2 separate regions of the Gossypium hirsutum genome follow, and region 1 is linked to region 2. Evidence: chromatin contacts called from public Hi-C data. All regions are on one chromosome and are shown on one strand. The core of a region is the stretch at or near the end of the contact, and the rest is flanking DNA. Distances in the headings are between cores, read along the strand shown.

Region 1 (6,631 bases), core at 3,828-6,327, 470 kb before region 2:
GTTGTTCCTCATACATGTGGCCCCCCTATTTTTTTATTAATGTGTCCCTACAGAACACCAGGTCGTTTGATGTAATGACACGTGGAAAATTTGATATCAGGGGAGGAGATGCCCTTTACCCACACACATGCTGTGTCGGCCATTGAACACAACAAACTGCGTGGCTATTGTCCCCGCCTGAGAAACCCACAAGTTAGAGGAAAGGGGCCGATTTATATATGCTACACCAGACACGTAGGTTTCTATGGGTTCTTTTGGTCATCTCTCGATGTTTCGTTGTTTCTTAATGTTGGGTTGATGGAAAAAGGATACCACTTACAGTTATTATGATGGGAAAATAAAAGAAACATTACGTAAAATCCACTTTTAATATAATGTGAAATGTGTTTTTTAGTAGCAAAAATTTTATATTTCGTTACATGCCAAAATATAAAATAATTGTGTTACAAAAATTATAACCATTGAAAATATTTATAAACAGCATTAAAAAAACTGTGTTTTTATACTAAAAAAAATAAAATTTTAATATCATTGTAGTATCGTTGTACAATAATTATAATAAATTCTATGTCGTTCCTAAAAAGGTTAAAAATTTTCGGATAATAATAATTGGGTAAAATTTCGTTATTCTCTTTATTTTAATTTGATTATTTTTAATTCCCGTACATTTTTTAATTTTGGAACTTTTGTACTAATTTTGTTGAATTCGTTGAATTAAATTATGTTATTAGGCTTGTCACATAAGATAAATAACATAATTTAATTTAACGAATTCAATAACTATCGGTTGGATTGGACTTAAAATTTTAAATTTAAAAAAAATTTAGAAACTAAAAAAAAAACAAATTGAAGAACATAGCTTAAATCCGTAGCTTATGTATAGTATAAGATTAATAGTAGGATTTGACCTAACAAATGCTTAAGGGTGTAAATAAACAAAACGTTCGATGAACTGTTTGTGAACCGTTCGTATAATATTCGTTTATGTTTATTTATTAAGCTAAATAAATGAGTTGAACAAAATTTTTATGTTCTTTTAATAAACAAACGAACACGAAGAGAGTGTGCTCGGTTCGTTTATTTTCATGAACAAGCTCGTTTAAAAGCTCGTTTATTAACCCGTTTATTTATTAATGATATTTTCTTATAAAAATTCCATTAGTATATTATTAATAAAATTATCTTAAAGCTCGTTCATTGTTCCATTAGTATATATTAATAAAATTATCTTGGTTTGTATTTTTTCATTTATAATATAATTATTAAAATTTATGTTTGACTATTTTATATCTAAACAATATATATGTGTATGTATTTATTGTTTGTTTGTTTATTATTTATTAACATTGTTTGTGAACATATTCAATTATATGTTCATGAACATGTTTGTTTAATGTTCGTGAACATGTTCGATTAAGTTAAATGAACATGTTCGTGAACATTAAATAAACGGACATGAACACAAATAATTTTAAATAAACGAACATGAACAAATATTTGAAATTTTTAATGAACACAAACTGAACACGAACAAGCTTAAAAATAAACAAACGAACATGAACAGAGGTTTGTTCGTTCAAGCTCGGTTCATTTACATCCCTACAAATGCTATCGTTTAGGTTAGGATTGAAAATTTAAAATTCAATAAGCACAATGACTAAAATTGATCAAATTAGAGCATTCTGTAACATCCCCACTTAAAAAAAGAAGAAGAATATTTATAGTAGAAGTTTTTGAATAGGTGATCTATAAATAAATAGTAGTACAAGAAATTGTGGTCATTTTTAGAAGAAATTGTCAAACATGAAAACATAGAGAATTATTAGTCAGGGCATGTGATTAGGCTAAAAATTTGGTATCGAGTTCAAGGACTAAATTAAATAAATTGAAAAAGTAAAGAAATTAAAGTACAAGTATTCCATTTTTATTTTGATGGAAAGAACTTTATCACAATTAAAAAAAATCAATGATTTCATGATATCTTTTAAATTATATTTTTATTAAATAATTATTATTTAATATTTTATTTAAAATGATAATATTTTAATAAGTACTATTATAATATATGTAAAAGAAAGACCAACATCTTTCTTCATTTTTTTTATCGTTTACCAAAGTTAGGGGAAGAAAAACAAATTTCTTTCATCATTTCCCTTCAAATTCAAGTCAAAATTTTCATAGATTTTGAATCTTTGAAGCTTGTTTTACATATGTACAATTAATTTTTTATTTTATCAAGTACATTGAAAGTTACCATTAAAGGACATTGATGAAAACTTAAAAAACTTAAGTGAAATAAATATATTTTTTTATAAGAAATGATTAGAAGTTGAATTCTAACTTGTTAGAAATGTAAAAAAGAAATAAAAATGGATGGGAAGTCTGCTTGATACATTCAGCCATGGTGAAGGGGAAGTAGAGAACTTTGGTCACTTTGTGTAATGTTAGAACTAAATGATAGCTTGTGAAGCAGTGACTATTCTGATGAAGACAGAATTGAAAACGGATAATTGAGTCGAAAGAAATTGGAATTTCGAATAGGAAACTTTAGTTGTTAACTTGATGAACCATGCATATTTAAGTTTGTTATTATTACTTTTAGGATTATAATGAATAAATGTCATTGTTTCGTATTGAGTTACTCCTGTTATAGCTAAAAACGAAACGAGCATCTTAAAGGAGAAAGGCCAAGAAAAGAAGCAAAGCGATTGAAACTTCGATTTGCACTAATATCTTATTTTTATTACATAATGCTTTTAATATTTATTTAATTATGATTAACTATATAAATTTTATTTTTATGGATTCTGAATGGTTTAGTTAGTATTTAAAAGATTATATTTGAATTGAAAACTATGATTTCAATGATAAATTAATAAATTCAAGATTTTGAGTTGAATTTAAATATTAATATTTCAAATGGTTGAACAAGCAAATGTATAGCACGTTTTGTATTGGAAGCCTAATTTTATATTAGGCGATATATGATTTGAACATGAAATGAAACTGAAATGATAAATATTAGAGATTGTGTGACTCGAACCCCATCATTTGTTGAAAAAATAAATACAGTAGAAAATAAGAGGATCTATATTGTGCGAATTAAATTAATTATGCGATTTTAAATTTGATTAAAAAGCTTTTTTTTATTCGATTTGTCAATATCATAATATTAAAGTTTATTAATATTAGAATAGTCCTTTTATTGTGATGTTATTAATTATATTTTTAATCAAGTTTTAATTTATTTCTATCAATTAATTTGTATTCAATATTTATGTAATGATTTATATGATATTAGCACCACTGAGCATAAAAAAATATTTAGCGTACGGTTTGTTTATTTTCTGTGTGCAAGTAGTTAGATTCGGTAGGTCATTCCAACATCATCTAAAGAATCGAAGATTAACTCAAACAATGTTGGTGAAAAGTTGACTTTATAATATAAATGACATGTACCTAGGCTTGTCTATATATATACAATGTTGTGTTGTAAACTGAATTTAAATATTTTCGTTATGTTTTCTTTGCTAGTATTTTATAATTTTTGTTTTAATGAAATAGTAAAGCATAGAAACCTAGTTTATTGGTATGTTTCGAAAAATCTAAGTGTTGGGAATTGATTTGGGAGATGATTTAAATGTTGATATATTGTGAAATCTAAATTTTGCAAGGGTTTTTTTTTAACATAAAATAGGCAAAAATGCTGCAAAAATTTTTATAAAATAATTTTACCATTATGTTTCCATTTTGATAAAGTAAGATAGAAAAGTAAGTTGTTTCGGCAACAGAATATAATATTTTATATTTGGATCCAACAACTGGGTCACATAGAAACTAAATTTGCAACTTACATATAGTGCATGGCCTAATAGCATAATTTAACCAAATAGTTAATATTTAATTAAAAGAAAACCGGCTGCCTAGCAAAAAGAAAAAGAAACGGTCCGAATATTCCAAAACTCCAAATATGGAATATTTATCTTAAAAGTACGCATAATTTGAGTATAATTCAGTTCACTTAGCACAACAACATCCCTAGATAAAATATGTAGAAGAAAGCAAAGTGTTGTTTGTAGACTTGGACCGTTTACATTGATTGCTGATTATGGGATTTGACTTCGATTCTCCAATCTTTCTATTTCAGATATATTGTCGTGAATTACCAAAATTTTTTAACTTAATTAAGAAATAAAAGAACCACAGCGAATTAAGAAAATTTTAATATAAGAATCTCTTATACAGAATATGAGATTCAAAACATCTTCCAGTCAAAGGGGTTGGAGAATCAATTCCCCGTTTCTTGAATTAAACATGATTGTTTGATTAGATTAAACCGATGTTAGGAAATTTCTTTATGAATCTCAAATTATTATGTTGAAATTAATCGACAATTGTTGAACAAGTTGAGTAAGCGAGGGATATATAGAATCTCGTACCGTAAATCACATCCTTGGCATGCAAGTAATGGTAATCGACTGATGCTTCCACTTACAGAAACAAAAGAGCAGAGAAAATGAGGATAAACTATAAACAATAATTAATTAATTAAATGAGCCCCAACATTGGGCAGAGCTGGGCACTGTTCTGTCTCAATTTTCAAGACTGGACTAGATTCAGCCAATAGAAACACAACAATAATTTTCTATTGGATCAAATTAGATATACTGACTAGCTTCATGTGAAGTTTTAAAGAGGATTTATTTATTAATAAAACTTTTGCATAGAGAACTAAAGAACAGACCTAACAAGCTAAATGATGCGATTTGGTGAGCACAGGTGGCACAAACCCATATGATGCGAGCCATCCAAGGCTATGGTCCATGGCATAACTGCTAGCAGCCTGTTAAAACTGCCTTTTTACTTCACACTGCTAAGGCTAAAGACGGCTGTTTCAACAAAGGCATGGGATTTGGATTGTGGGACCACGTGGCGGTGGAGCCCCTTAAAGCAAAAACTCAGGATATGGTCATGGAGGACGGTGGGTCCCACATTTAGGAGAGAGGCATAGTTAGTTTGTTTCGTCGCTTTGTGTCTGGTTTGCTATAAAATGGGCTTTCAATCCCCTTCTGTCTCTCTCACATACATTCTCTTCTTCATATTTCTCTGCCTATTCTTCCTTTGAGTACTCTGTATACTCCTCTGTTTCAAATCTCCTCCTCCTCCTCCTCCTCTTTACCTTCACATTAACATCTTAACACTTGGTTCTTTTTAGACGCCATAATATCCACAAATGGGTAAGTTCTTTATTGTTGTTATTCTGTATTTTGGGGACCTATTGAGAACTGTGGACTTTTTAGTTTTTAAGGTAGCTTTTTACTAAAAATGCTTTGTTTTGTTATAGTGAGTTTCTTAGAAGAGAGAGCAAAGAATATGGGTGGTGGTGGTCAAAATATAATGACTGATGCAAAATCTGTCCTCAACATGTCAATCACAGTGACAGTATCAGCTCAAAAGCCGCCAGCACCTCATGGTTATATCTCCATTTCAACAAAGAGGTTGCTGCACAACCTTGAAATCAATGCTGGGGCAAGAGCTAGTGTATGGGTTGATTCCATGAGAGCTTCTTCACCAACTCATAAAAAATCCACACCTAATGATCAAGGTTCCTGGAATGTAAGTTCTAAAGCTATTCAACCCTTCAACAAAAAGTGGGTTTGCTCTTTCTTCAACCCAACAAAGATTCTGATTTGTTTTGTAGCTACACCATCCATCTGCCCTGGAGATGTTTGAGCAGATAATAGATGCATCGAAAGGGAAACAAATAGTAATGTTTCTGGACTACGATGGCACACTTTCACCAATTGTTGAGGATCCAGATCGAGCTTTCATGTCCAACAAGGTTGCCTATTTGTCTTATATAAAACTATGGTTAACCTTTGTATAACCCTTTTGGGTATTTTCATCAATACTTAACTTTTTCATGCTTATGTACACCAGATGAGAAGGACAGTGAGAAAGCTAGCAAAGTGTTTTCCTACTGCCATAGTTAGTGGCAGATGCAGAGACAAGGTACATTTCCAGGCCACAAATTTTATTCTAAAAAAAAACGCCCAACTTTTTTCCCCCGAACTTGAATATATTTTTTCATTTTTTTTTGCAAAATTGTAGGTGTATAAATTTGTGAAATTAGCTGAACTGTACTACGCTGGAAGTCATGGCATGGACATTAAAGGGCCAAAGAAACGTTCCAAAACTGACAAAGTGACAGAACATGTTCTTTTCCAACCAGCAAATGAATTTCTTCCCATGATTGACGAGGTTTACAAACAATTGGTTGAGACCACCAAATCAACTCCAGGAGCTAAGGTGGAGAACAACAAGTTCTGTCTCTCTGTACACTTCCGTTGTGTTGATGAAAAGGTAATAAAAAAAGCCAAATTACTATTATTAACTTAGAATTATTCCGACTATTTTATTGGCACTTGACCCTTTGCTTCAAAACAACAGAAATGGAGTGAACTGGCACAACAGGTTAATTCAGTTTTAAAGGAGTACCCCAAGCTACGACTAACTCAAGGTAGAAAGGTTCTTGAAATCCGTCCTACTATTAAATGGGACAAAGGGAAAGCCCTTGAAATTTTATTAGAATCTCTTGGTAAGTTGTTTTTTTTTTTAAATATAAATAATA
Region 2 (6,121 bases), core at 371-2,870:
ACAGCATTGGCCTCGTTTATTCTAACTCTCTTTGGAAGTCTATAATTGGATGACTTGTGTCCCATCTTATTGCAATTAAAGCATTTTCCTTGGAATATTGGCTTCTTGAAGACACTGCCTTTTGGTCCTAGTTTAGACCTAGTCTGAGAATGTTTTCTTTTCTTGGAGTCCTTTTTGACTTCCACTACGTTTGCCTTGGCAAAGTTAGGGTTGGTTGCTTTGTTTAGCCTTTTAGCCGCACCACAATTGTCTTCTTCAATTCAAAGTCTGACAATTAGATCTTCCACTGTCATTTCTTTTCTCTTATGCTTAAGATAGTTCTTAAAGTCATTCCAAGCAGGGGGAAGTTTTTCAATAATGTTTACCACCTGAAAGGATTCACTTATATCCATCCCTTCTGTGAGAATACCATGAATGATCAGTTGGAATTTTTGCACCTGATTTACAATAACTTTAGAATCAACCATTACAAAGTTTAAGAACTTGGCAACTAAGAATTTCTTAGCACCAACATCTTCAATTTTGTATTTATGGTTCAGCGATTCCCATAATTCCTTAGTCGTTTTCTTGATATTGTATACTTCATAAAGTTCATTAGATAAACTGTTCAAAATGTAGTTATAGCATAAGAAATTAAAGTTGTTCCATGCTTCGACAATGTTGAAGGCAGTAATAGCATCTTCCTCATCATTTTTAAAAATAGGAGGATCATCCTTCAGAAGTTTTACCATATTCAACATTGTCAAATAGAACAACATTTTCTGTTGCCACGTTTTAAAGTTCTCTCCAGTGAATTTAGCAGGCTTTTCATTGTGACTCATAGTCACAAGTAACGTTTGGCTCGCAAATCGCCTTAGCCTTTGAATTGGATGAGTTGTTTGACGTATAAGACATTTTTCTATAATTAGAATGAAGAACCAGAATCTGTAAATAAATTAAAATCCGAAACAAAAGTATAAACCAATCTTAAATTAGTTCGATACATCTTAGATTAAAACTACAACAAATAATTTGTCTTAAGATTGTAAGAAAATATAATATCGTATGTAGTATTAATATGTCAATAACAATGATAATGCAATACAATGCAGTAGGAATAACACGACATTAATATTTTCCATCAATTTTACATAAATTTGATTGGTATAATAACATGTTTAGCTCTCATAATTTACATATTTTATCAATTTAGTAATGATTTAACAAATTTAGCTAATTGATATTTTTGTAAATGTATAACTGTTGAAGCTAAATTTATTAAAATTTTAAAATCAATACTAAATTTATTATTTGAGAGAAAGTGGAGAGTTTTTACCCCGAATTATATATTTCATTATTTACGGCATGCATTTATCACACATTTTTATTTCCTTTTTATGGGTTTTGAGAAGGAATGGCGGTGATTGTTGTCATCTTTTTCTTTTATACAATTCACTCAACAACCATCTTCCCAAAATTGTTTGCTTGCCCACCTCATTATTCCCCAACAAAATGAAAATTAATTTTTAAACATATTAAAATGCATATATTAAAATTTCAAAGAGATATTCTTTAATAGTAACCATATATTATATTCATTTGTAGTAGTATATATCTTTTTTTTCTCCTTTTCACACTGTAAGGATCAAAAACCGCAAGTATGTTGTCCTCGGAACCCAATTACCTTTCATCACTCACACATGGGTGCCCCACCCACCCCCTCATCTTTTTTAGAAAGAAAAAGGCTTAGAGAACCAAACGTCTTTCAAGTTTCACCCCCCAAAATAGTTGTCTTTAACCCTTACAAGGGAAAATGATTTTAAGCCCTTTGTTCAAAACAAAGTTTACTTTCATTTAACCTCTGTTGGGCAACCACTTAGTTTGATTTGTGATCCCTGACCTTGTTAATTCCTTGCTTGACGGCATACCCTTTTGTTCATACACAAAGTAAAAGCAAACTATACTGTGTTCCTTGCAGATCAGAGCTTAAAGACAACATGGGTACTTTCTGATTGCTCCTCCTTCCAGAAGATCTTCCTCTTTTTCTTCCTTTTTCCATTTCTTTCTCTCTCCCTTTTGTATTACCTCATGCTTTGTTTTGTAGCTTCCATTCTTAAATGAGTCTTCGAGTAATAGTAACGTAAGAAAACAATCTCCGTCTCCTTTTAAGTCCTTTTCTTTTTTCTTTCTTTTTTGCTGTATGGATTCTGGTAATAGTGGTAGTATGCAATCTTCGAGTGGTGATAGTGAAGAGTATGATTCACACAGTGAGTCAATCTCAGCTCTTTTGGACAATAACGCATCGAGTCATATTGGTCATGGTGACTTGGTTAACCAACCACCGCAGCTGCCGTCTCCACCTCCGCAACGCCAGCAATACCAGAACCACTCTTCATCGGCTATGTTTGACCCTTTATCAAACTACTTTGATCAAAGATCACAGCATCTTACAACAAACCCAAATCCTCTTGGAAATCTTGATGCTGTTTGGTCCAAAAATCTAAGATCTGAGTCCGGTAGCCCTGGTGTTGGTGGGATCGTAGCTTCATCATCACCAACACAACAACAGTTGACCAACAGCAACCAACAAGCGCAAAGCAGAGCCACTTTTCCTTCTGTGCAAATACCTCAAGGACCCGACAGTGATACAAGAAGTTCAGTCTCAGGCGTGAGGGTGCGGAACACTAAGAAGAGATCAAGAGCTTCAAGGCGTGCACCAACAACTGTTTTGACCACAGACACCACTAATTTCCGAGCCATGGTTCAGGAATTCACTGGGATCCCTGCACCACCCTTTACGTCCTCAGCTTTCCCGAGAACTAGGCTTGATATATTTGGTGGTACACCCTCCTCCACTCTAAGATCAATTCATTTAGACCCTTCAACTTCGCATTATCTGTTAAGACCATTTGCCCCCCAAATCCAGTCTCCCTCGTTTGTTTCCTCTTCTGTAGCTTCTACTCCTATTACCAATATCACTTCTGCATCCGCTACTAACGACAGCACTACTACTAGTTCAACCCCCATTAACTACCAACTACCATCAGAGTTAGGCCTTTTAAAACAGCCTCAAAATCTCCTCAACATCAGCATGCAAAACCCAATTCTTAACTTCCAACCTCTCCTTCGAGACCCTCAAAAATACCCACTTCCCAATTCAACCATTCAAGGGTGCTTAGATATTCCATCAAATGGCACTCCTCTCAAAATGGGTGTTTTAGAAGATGAGTTTGGGTTGAGCCAGGGTCACGTTAATACCGACCTCTGTGGGGTCCAAAACATGGTATCATTAGAAGGGGCATTGCCAAGAAATGAAAGAAGAGGATTCCAAGAACATGATCAAAGTCTTCCACGGTCCATCAATGGAAGCTACAACAGTAACTCCCACAGAGTCTCGAATGGGAAAGTGGAGAGCTTGTCTTCTTCGGATTTTAATGGCGATAAAGGGGCAGAAGAAAATGTGGCTACAAGAAGTGAAGGTATGGTGGAATCATGGATATGCTCTTCAGATTAGGAGTATCTATATATTACTAAAAAATATTGAAGGAGATGATGCATGAGAGAGATGGAATCTTACTTGTTCTCTCCCATATTAACCATGACTTGAACATAATTGATAACAGTAGTCCCCCCGTTTAAACCCAGTCCTTTTTATTTACAAGTATTTATCAAAAAAATATTATATATATGTAAATGGTTCTGCTTTTGTTTTAATTTCGAATTTTAAATTTCTTATCTGGTTTTGACTATTGTAAGAATCATAATGTGAAATGAAAATGAGACATTGAAAAAGAAACCATGAAAATCTGTGCTCTTTTATCGTACTGTACATTTCTTTCTGCTGTGTGAATTTTTAGTTTTATGTTATGTGCAACAAAGAAGAAAAACGAAACGACAGGAATAATTTATTGTAAGAAATAGCAAACTGCCCGGAGTTTTGTCCTTTTTTTTTTTTAAGTATGTCCAGTTTCTTTTTGCATCATTATATTATCTTACCCTGAATATTTATATAAAAGAAAATGTAGAAGAAGATGAAAAGAAATATAAATGTTATAAAAATGATGCGGAGGAGTGATGGGTGGCGAGATTTGGGGTATCGTAAGCCGCCGCAATCTCACTTTTAAATACATTTCAAATATTCTTTTCGCTAGTGTGAGTTTGTGCTTCAATATATAAATATTTCTTTTTTGAAACAATTTCATCATTCATTACTTTTTGGTTTTTAATTTATAATAACGTGGATGGATTCCCTGTATATTTTTTAAATATTTTATTCTATTTTTATAAAACATTTACCAATACCATATTGTTTATAAGTTTTCTCTAAATTTATACATAAAAGTAAAGCAAAGTCTATATCTGAGGCATTGCCTTATTTCGCACGTAAAATCATGGTTGTAAGTTCACAAAACAAACTTTTTATTGGTATTGGTGAGACACAACCATGGTTTTTTCTCCTCTTTTGTCTTTTGCTATTGACATGATCCAATCACAGCCAATCGGATATCTATAAATTTCATATTTTAATTCACCTTTAAACACATAATTCTAAAGGATTCCAACATATAATCTTTGAAAATTAAAATTATGCATTCTAAAGTTAATCCTCAACTTATACAAACTAATAAACAACGTATAAATATCAATAAAATAATTTTTAAAATTATTAATTGAGTCATAACTCAATTAATATGTGCATTATTACCAATATAAGAGGACGAGAGTTCGAATGTATTAGTTCACATTATCCTCCTATTTATGGGTTGGAGAGGGGTTATGGGTAGTTTTAGGCATTGTATCAAAAAGAACAAATATAATTAGAACCTATAATGAGATTATTAAAAAAATTAAAATTAAATATAATAATTATCAGAAAAATATATCTTTTAAATATCATAAACATTATTTTAAAAAATTATCATAAAATATATATCTCATTTAACATATTATGCTCTTAAATATCATGTAGCTTCTCTTAAATCTTTTCTTTTCTATTCATAAACCTAATTGAATAATAAAATGAAATTATCAAAATTTCTAAATTTGTGATTTTCCCATTTATTATTTGATCAATTCAATTAGTTAATTTTTTAAACAAAAAATTAATATTTGTATAATTAAAATAAATATTATTATATGAATTTATTTTGTAATGCCACATAATTATATTTAGCACATATTATATAAAATAGTATACATACATGTTTAAGGACATAATATATTAATTTTTATATAATTAAATTATGAATGTAAAATAATTATTATAACATTACGATATGTAATCTAAATCTAAAAAATGTAACTAATTGTATATAGGCTAGGCTCATCTGTTACATCAACTAGACTCGCTCCTAAAACAAAAATTTAGTGTCAATCCTAATTTCAAATAAATCACTCTTCCTCATTTGTTACTCTTTTCTTACTTTCTTTATTAGTGAAGGGGCTATTCGAGAAAACTCATTTGCCAATCCGGTAACATGACATATGGCAATGGTATTTTCAATCAACATGCCAAATGAAATTTGATATGTAATCTTATAGACAACTATGTTATTATAATATACATAACTAATATACCTTAATTATATAATTTTAATTGTATATATTATAGTATACCATAAAGTTAGTTACATGTTTAAGGTTTAGGTTCCACATAATTAATAGAAGAATGCACATTGTAATATCATAATGTTATAATAATTATTACACATTCACAATTTAATTATATAACAATTGATATATTATATGTCCTTAAAAATTTACGTATTTTTATAATATATAATACCTACTAAAGATAATTATATCATATTACAGAATAAATTTATATTGTAATATTTATTTTAATTATATAAATATTATTTTTTTGTTTAAAATAATTTAACTAATTTAATTCATCAAATAATAAAGGGATAATCACAAATTTAAAAATTTTGATGATTTTATTTCATTGTTTAAATAAGTTACAAATATGTATATCAAATATTTTTTTAAGTTTTGTTTTGGGACCCACTTTTCATATATAAGATTTGTTATAATCCTAGGATCTAAGCTAGCCATTCACCTAAATGGATATCAAAATCAATTCAAAATTTGAAAAAGAAAAAGAAAATGAAAATGAAACTATAGTACATAAATATATCCA

What was found. Hi-C and Micro-C count contacts between places; a contact is called where the count stands out from the background.
Region 1: a contact with region 2 is called in a Hi-C map of leaf, with 1.7 times the contacts expected there. The contact joins the promoter of LOC107913689 here to the promoter of LOC107913665 in region 2. A contact is called at or near these places in 4 of 34 Hi-C or Micro-C datasets (all in leaf).

What each region holds. Positions count from the first base shown.
Region 1 is chrD11:36,284,069-36,290,699 of Gossypium_hirsutum_v2.1, reverse strand. LOC107913689 (probable trehalose-phosphate phosphatase J) reads left to right here and starts at 5,077. Exons shown (of 9, transcript XM_016842348.2): 1 at 5,077-5,237; 2 at 5,438-5,616; 3 at 5,702-5,842; 4 at 5,941-6,012; 5 at 6,112-6,363; 6 at 6,451-6,598. The coding sequence starts at 5,234.
Region 2 is chrD11:35,808,145-35,814,265 of Gossypium_hirsutum_v2.1, reverse strand. LOC107913665 (mucin-3A) reads left to right here and starts at 1,620. Exons shown (of 1, transcript XM_016842317.2): 1 at 1,620-3,775. The coding sequence starts at 2,180. The coding sequence ends at 3,493. It overlaps LOC107911194, which reads right to left and starts at 821. Exons shown (of 1, transcript XM_016839075.1): 1 at 261-821. The coding sequence starts at 821. The coding sequence ends at 261.